Regions from separate parts of the Mus musculus genome. Here region 2 is linked to region 1. The links are chromatin contacts, called in public targeted proximity ligation maps. All regions are on one chromosome and are shown on one strand. The core of a region is the stretch at or near the end of the contact, and the rest is flanking DNA. Distances in the headings are between cores, read along the strand shown.

Region 1 (3,359 bases), core at 712-3,211:
CTTCCCAATGAGCAAGCCACACTAATGGCCACCTTGTGTTGCCAGTGAAGCTCCAAATGCCCAGGTCTTCCTGGCTGATGGTGCCTGCATCTTCCTACTCTCTCTGCTCCAGAAGACAGTAAGGAAGAAGATGCTATATTCTTGCCTCTCACCCTTGCTACTGCTGAGAGTAGACCCTGAAGCTCTGGTGGAGTTTGGTTTAAATGAACTCTTTTCCCAGCCACCCGCTGACCTCTGGCCTGACTATCAGGCTCTGTGTACCGAGTGCTAGGCTAGGTGGAGCAGATCTGGGAAGGCTTCCAAAACAGTGGCTGTGGGCGAGGCCAACACAGGAGCAAGCAGAGTTGCGTACTAGATGCTGCCCATGGGCACTCTGCTCTTCTCTCAGAAGAGAAATCTTGGAGGTTACCACCTCAGTCAACCAAGCAGCTTAGATTTGGGTGTTTGGGCATAACGAGCACATGTTGAGAAGCCTTTGACGAGGATTTACAGGACACATAAATAGTTTATGCATCTCACAGAGGAGAACCGGCATGTGCACACCTAACTTGCAAGAATCCTACATGAGTGCTTAAAACAAAAGAGGAAGAGTTAAAGTGTTGTGAGCTTGCCCTACGAGTCACCGGATGAGCCTGGGATGAACAGCAGATACAGCCAAACGTGAGAGCAACCTCCCTTGTGGACTGAAACCTTCAGCAAGACTGGAAAAGTGATGGCAAAGGTCTGACTGCCTAAACTTTATTTCTGCCAGAGGTGTGAGAGTGTTCATAGAAGAAGGCAATGGGGATAATGAACAAGGGAGCGGCATCCAAGGAAACCCTGTTTAGCATTGTCTGCATCAAACTGCACACTTGGAATGTACTTGCCTTTGAACTTGAAGAATTTTCAAGGTTACGATTGACAGTGCATGAATTCCACCCTTAGAAACCAGCCTTTACCATGATCCCCATTATACTCCAGTGAACTCCTCTCTATCTCACCAGAGCTTGCCTGACGCTCACAGCAGTAAAGTGAATGGCAGGATTCATAAGCTGCAAGTCAACAGCCAGTGTGGAGTTCAAAGCTATGAAGTTGGCACGGCCTCAGTGCTTAACCAACTCACTTCATGGCTTCCTCATTCACAGCCCTGCTACCTATATATCTAGGAACATGAGATAGGACTGGGTGGCTGATGGACATCTTTAACCAAGACTCTGGTATGTCCCAGAACTTTCAGAGATCAAGGCCACCCATATCGGTAGATTAACATTTGGTGGTTTTCAAAGGCCCTGAGCTCCACAATTTCCTTGTTTCTCTCCTCAGATCTTTCACCTGATATTCTGTGAATGACCCTCATCCTGAGTTATAGCCCTGAAATAAAGCCCCAAAGGCTCAGTGGTATCTTGAATATATAAACCCTCTTAGATCTAAGACCAATCCATCTGCAATGAACTTTGAATTCCTGGGGTCTTTATTGAAGTCATGAACTCGGAAAACTAAGATGTTAATAATGCCAAGATCACATGCTTTACAAACCCCGTTTACCACTTCCTGGAGGTTGTAAACTGTGGTGAGGTATGGGTGGCATCGCTACAGCTTTTCCCACAAGAGGAAAACTTGAAACAGGTAAGAAATAGTGACAGAAAGCTCTCCCAAGAATCAGTACCAATGGCCAAGGAGCACACAAGAAGATACTTAACCTTGATAATCAGGAGGGGGAAAAAATCAAAGGGAAAACCCCCACAAGATACCACGTCACAATCACTGGGAGATTCATAATTTTTTTAAAGGCCAACAGTGATGAGTATGACCACAGAGAATTGGAATCTTCCTACACTGGTTGATGGGGTCGTCAACTTGTTCAACATCCTTGAGAAACAGCTTGGCAGTCCTTTAAATGGTTAAACACAGATGGTGTGCTCCCCCAGTGGTCTGACTCTCAGGAAACATACCTCAGGTGTGAGAGAATGCCTGTGGTTGGATGTCTATGAAAACATAAATCATCAAAGACTTCAAAACTGATCTGTTTTGCACAGTTGCCTAAGCTCCTCCTTCGCTTATGCAGAATTACTTTTCCATAAATGATTGCAAGCTGGTGATCATTTTATTCTGCTTAAAATGTTTAAAATGGACTGCCTGTATAGAGGCTGGGTCAAAGCCACGATGCGCATGGACTGAGAAGCCGGACTCTGCATTTAAATCTTGGGGTGTCCTTCACTTAGTTCCTTCACCTCTCTGTACCTCATTCTCCTCCTTCATAAAGTGGAACAGCAACATAGCCTGCAGAGTGCTTAAACCCACTAAGAAATATAAAGCACACATAACCCCAGGGTTCTGCAGCTAGCTTCATTGCCTGAATTTGCCAACTCTGCACTAGGTCCAGAACAGCAAATCCTAAGAACTCACTGTCGAGAGGTTGGGAATTTGTATCAGTAAAAGAACAGAAGCACTGGAGACTTGGTGAGCTCCTTTAGAGCTTTTTCAACATGTCATGGAGCACTGACACTTCAGGATAGAATATCTGACTGTTATAGACGCTGTATATCTCCTTCAGTCTATAAAGTTTATTCTTACTAAACATGGGTGGAGGCAACAGATTATGCTGGAAGCTTGTGGTACAAGTGTCACGGGAGTGGCCAGATATTTTCTGATTGGACTTAAGATCTGCTGCACACAGAAAAGGCCAAGAACCTGTGGCTATACATACGAGGGGGAGAACCTCTTATTATTATTATTCTGCTAAATGGAAATGAAGTGACTCCTAATGACTTATTGTAGCCAGACCCTTTCCGAGTCACTTGGTAAATAGGCCTAAGTAACACACCCAAGTGAGGGATGTGTTGTCTCCAGAATCCAAATAGACCCACTAAACGTTGTGCTTCTTTCTTGGTTGTAGGAGGGGCCAGGTGCAATAACTTATCTTTCACCTTAGAAGGAATATCTCTGCATGCCCCACACCACTGGACTCCTAAGAATTTCACTGAGGTAGATGGTCCTTGAATTTTGGTTGGATTTATTTCCCATCCTCTGATACGCATATGTGTTACCAATGAGTCCAAAGTGGTTGCTACTTCCTGCTCACTTGGTCCAATCAGCATAATGTCATCAATATAGTGCACCAATGTGATGTTTTGTGGAAGATCCAAACGATCAAGATCCCTTCTAACTAAATTATGACACAGGGCAGGAGAGTTAATATATCCTTGAGGCAAAACTGTGAAGGTATACTGTTGGCCTTGCCAACTGAAAGCAAATTGCTTCTGGTGGTCCTTATGGACAGGTACTGAGAAGAAGGCTAGTGTATCTCTCAGCCTTTGACAGCGAAGCATCTTTTAGTCGATGGCAGTTAACACACACAGACCCATAACTGGTTAACTAGG
Region 2 (3,465 bases), core at 299-2,798, 45 kb after region 1:
GTGTGGTTGGTTTTGCGTTATTTCACCAAGTCTCACTCTGTCAATCACACTGGCCTCAAACTCATAGCAATCCTTCTGCCTCAGCTTCCTGGGTGTTAAGATTAGAGGCATGAACTAAAAGGATTCAAGTATGAGGTTTTGGTAGCTCAATGAAGAAAGAAATCTAGCTTCCACAAACTCATATCTAACCTTGGGTCTTAGTTAGGGTTTACTGCTGTGAACAGACACCATGACCAAGGCACTTCTTATAAGGACATTTGATTCAGGCTGGCTTATAGGTTCAAAGGTTTAGTCTATTATCAAGGCAGAAATATGGTAGCATCCAGGAAGGCACAGTGCAGGAGGAGCTGAGAGTTCTATGTCTTCATCTGAAGGCAGCTAGCAGAATACTGGCTTCCAGGCAGCTAGGATGAGGGTCTTAAAGCCCACACCCACAGTGACACACCCACTCCAACAGGGTCACACCTTCTAAAAGGAACGAGCATATACAATCACAGTTGTCACTAAAGCCTTGTCCTGGAGTCATGTTTTCTGTTTAAAGGTTCCCAAATGGCTCCATTTGTTTAACCAATATTTCTAAATCCCCAGAAATCCTTTGCAGACTCAGGCAGGGTTTCCCATTTTCAAAGCATAGCTGAAAGTTGAACTGGCAGGAGACGAGCATGTCTTTAGGCCATGGCATCTTTGCTCTTTCTGTCTGGTTCCATCTTTACCACAGGCGAATGAAGAAACCTAAGGACATTTTGTCTTGTTTCAGTTTGTTCTCTTGATTGAGGAATCTCCTCGACCCATGTGGCACCTTCATTTTAATGTTTTTAGGAAAAGAAATGCCAAGTTCATATTTTGTTTTGTTTTGCTTTGTCTATAAAATCTTCAGAAAAGCACGGGTTGTTGGTTTTTTTTTTTTTCTCTGTGTTTTGTCATCCAGAGACACTCAGATGGGGACATCAAGAAGTCTCTGGGATATAAGCGAAGAGCTATGAACATGTCACCATCTGTCCATTTACCATATGATATGAGGTTCTCTGCTCTTGTGTCTTTCCTTGGGCATTTCAGGAAGTTTTTTAATTCTACCAATGTCCTGTTGGCTTGGTATAATGACAAGAACTCATGGGGCACTGCCTCTGCCTGTCAGGAGCCCACACCTTATCCCATCAAAACTACATGCTGGGTAGGCACCCAGAGGACATCATGGTCCGTACTTCCTGAGCTAGAAAATAAGGAATAATTTATTCCTTTATAGATTCCAGTATAGATTTAAAAAAATTAATAACAGAGGTGATTAGGTATATATGTGTAGGTATGTTTTAGTTATTGTTTTTCTCCAAGCAGTTTATTAAAGTGTGCAGGCTGACCTCCGTAGATCATTGGCCTTTCCTTCCACACTAGAATTTGTGAGTTGTGCCAGCCAGAAGAGGAATGGCAGGGTTCCAAAAAAAAAAAAAAAAAAAAAAAGAGTCCTTGCTCATTGGTTGATAGAGGGGGAGGGTGCTGCAGTAGAAAGTCTGAATTCAGGGTTCTGGAGTGTGAGGTTGCCTTCTCTTCCCCATTCCCATTCACACCCACCTCACAGACCTTCACAGACTCTGCAGCTCATTCATTCACCCCAATGGCCAGCAAAGCCAGTTTGTAACCGAGTATTCTCAACATCAGATATCATGTCTTGGAGGAAGTTACCTAAACTCTGAAGAATTATCATGTCTGCAAATTTCAAAATGAACCATAAAAGAGTAAGTAAGCCCTTGAAATCTGGCAACTTTATCCAGGTGTCTGACGTTTTGCTGCTATGGTCTCAACAGTTTTTGTTGCAGACTTCCTGCTGGTATAGTAGAAAGCTTCAGCAGTGGCCTTACTGGTTGTGTGTCTGGGCTGCCTTCTGACACTCCAAATTATTACAATTCTTAGTAAATAGCTGGTGCTTAATAATTTTTATTTTTTAATTTTAAAGGGATAAAGTAGCTTAAAAATAGTATGATTCTATAACCAAGGTATAAACACAAAGTTATATATACGAAAAGGTAATGTAACTGGTGGTATATTTAGGTTTGTAACTGGTTAGTTTACTTAATAAAACAAGATCATGTAAGTAAACAATTTAATTACCAAACAGGTCATTCCTACTTCAGTAAGAAGTGAATAGCCAGGATTAAATAGTGGTTAAATAATAGTAGTCTTATCACAATTAATTTAGATTCCTCTCTGAAGTTTAAATTTTGTTTAATATTATTTATTTGATATAACACACTAATTTTTACAGCAGCTTAATTGAAATATAATTATTATACAAATGTTTGATATTAGATGTGTTTCTTTTGCTGAGTTTGGACATATATAAATCACCTGTCTCAGGTTTTTAGCCATAAACTGTATTCAAATCTACAACTAAACACACTTTAAAATATTTCTTAGCCTGGAGAAACATCTCAGAGGTTCAGGTCCTGGATTCTGTCCCCAGCATCCACATGTGAGCTTACAACTGTCTGTAACTCCAGTTCCAGGTCATCTGACACTCTCTTCAGGCCTGTGTGTTGCGGGAAATATTAAAAAACGACCGGCTCGCCCCAGCTGCCTGGTTGGCCATGCACTGGCAGGCAATGGCCGACCTGTTTTATTTCGTGGAGACTCTCTGGCCTTGAGCTCCCAAAACATTCCACCCAGCTCGCTAAGTTTCTACTGGCTGGTCGTTACCACGCCAGCCCCACGCTTCAACTCTCCCTCCCCGCCCCCCCTCCCCACGACCTTTGTGGTACACATCAGGTGCAGACCCACTCTTTGCTACTCTTTGAACCCAGATGAGCCACCACATGAAGGAAACCGCCAACACAAACTAAGTTCAGGAACAATGGTAACTTAACTCTGGACGCAACAACTGAAACCTAATCTTGTAAGCCTTATTATAATCCGATTCCTCCAGTGGTGAATCCTTGTGGATCCTCCATGATAATGGGAAACTCTAGCAGTTACATCTCACCCTGATGTTGTCCCCATTCCAAAAAGGAACTATCTCCTGCCTTTTTCCTTCCGCCCTCCAACCCAGAAGTCCCTCCTACTTGCCCAGTGATTGGCTCCTTTATTCATTAGGGGATTGGTTCACAAGAACTGCACCAGGCCCGTCCACAGCACACAGACACCAGGCATATACATGGTACACTTACAGACAGACAGACAAAACACTCATACACAAAAAATAAAAATAAATATATCTCTAAAAATAAAATATTTATTTTTGAGAAATTTATATATGTAAACAATGAAGTATGACCATATCTACCCCTCACCTCTCCCTCCAACTCCTCCCATATTACCCCAACATACCCCCTCCCAACTCATAAATTTTATTTGTGTGTATGTGTACATAAGTATACATGCATGTGTGTGTGTGTGTGTGTGTGTGTGTAAGGTGCACATCTGTGCACATGTGGAAGCCAGCAGGGAGTAGTGGATTCCTGGGAGCCACAGTTATGG

The links.
Region 2: a contact with region 1 is called in a targeted proximity ligation map of CD8 T cells, with 7 read pairs. A contact is called at or near these places in 2 of 39 promoter capture datasets (3T3-L1-derived adipocytes and hematopoietic stem and progenitor cells), 2 of 484 Hi-C or Micro-C datasets (embryonic stem cells and liver), 4 of 130 datasets of targeted methods (CD8 T cells, the NIH/3T3 cell line and embryonic stem cells) and 2 of 9 other capture datasets (adipose tissue and liver).

What each region holds. Positions count from the first base shown.
Region 1 is chr19:32,573,165-32,576,523 of GRCm38.p6, forward strand. No RefSeq gene overlaps it. Among named protein-coding and RNA genes, the nearest start is that of Gm36419, 31 kb to the left of the region's middle.
Region 2 is chr19:32,618,457-32,621,921 of GRCm38.p6, forward strand. It overlaps Papss2 (3'-phosphoadenosine 5'-phosphosulfate synthase 2), which reads left to right and starts at 1,549. Exons shown (of 13, transcript NM_011864.3): 1 at 1,549-1,730. The coding sequence starts at 1,698.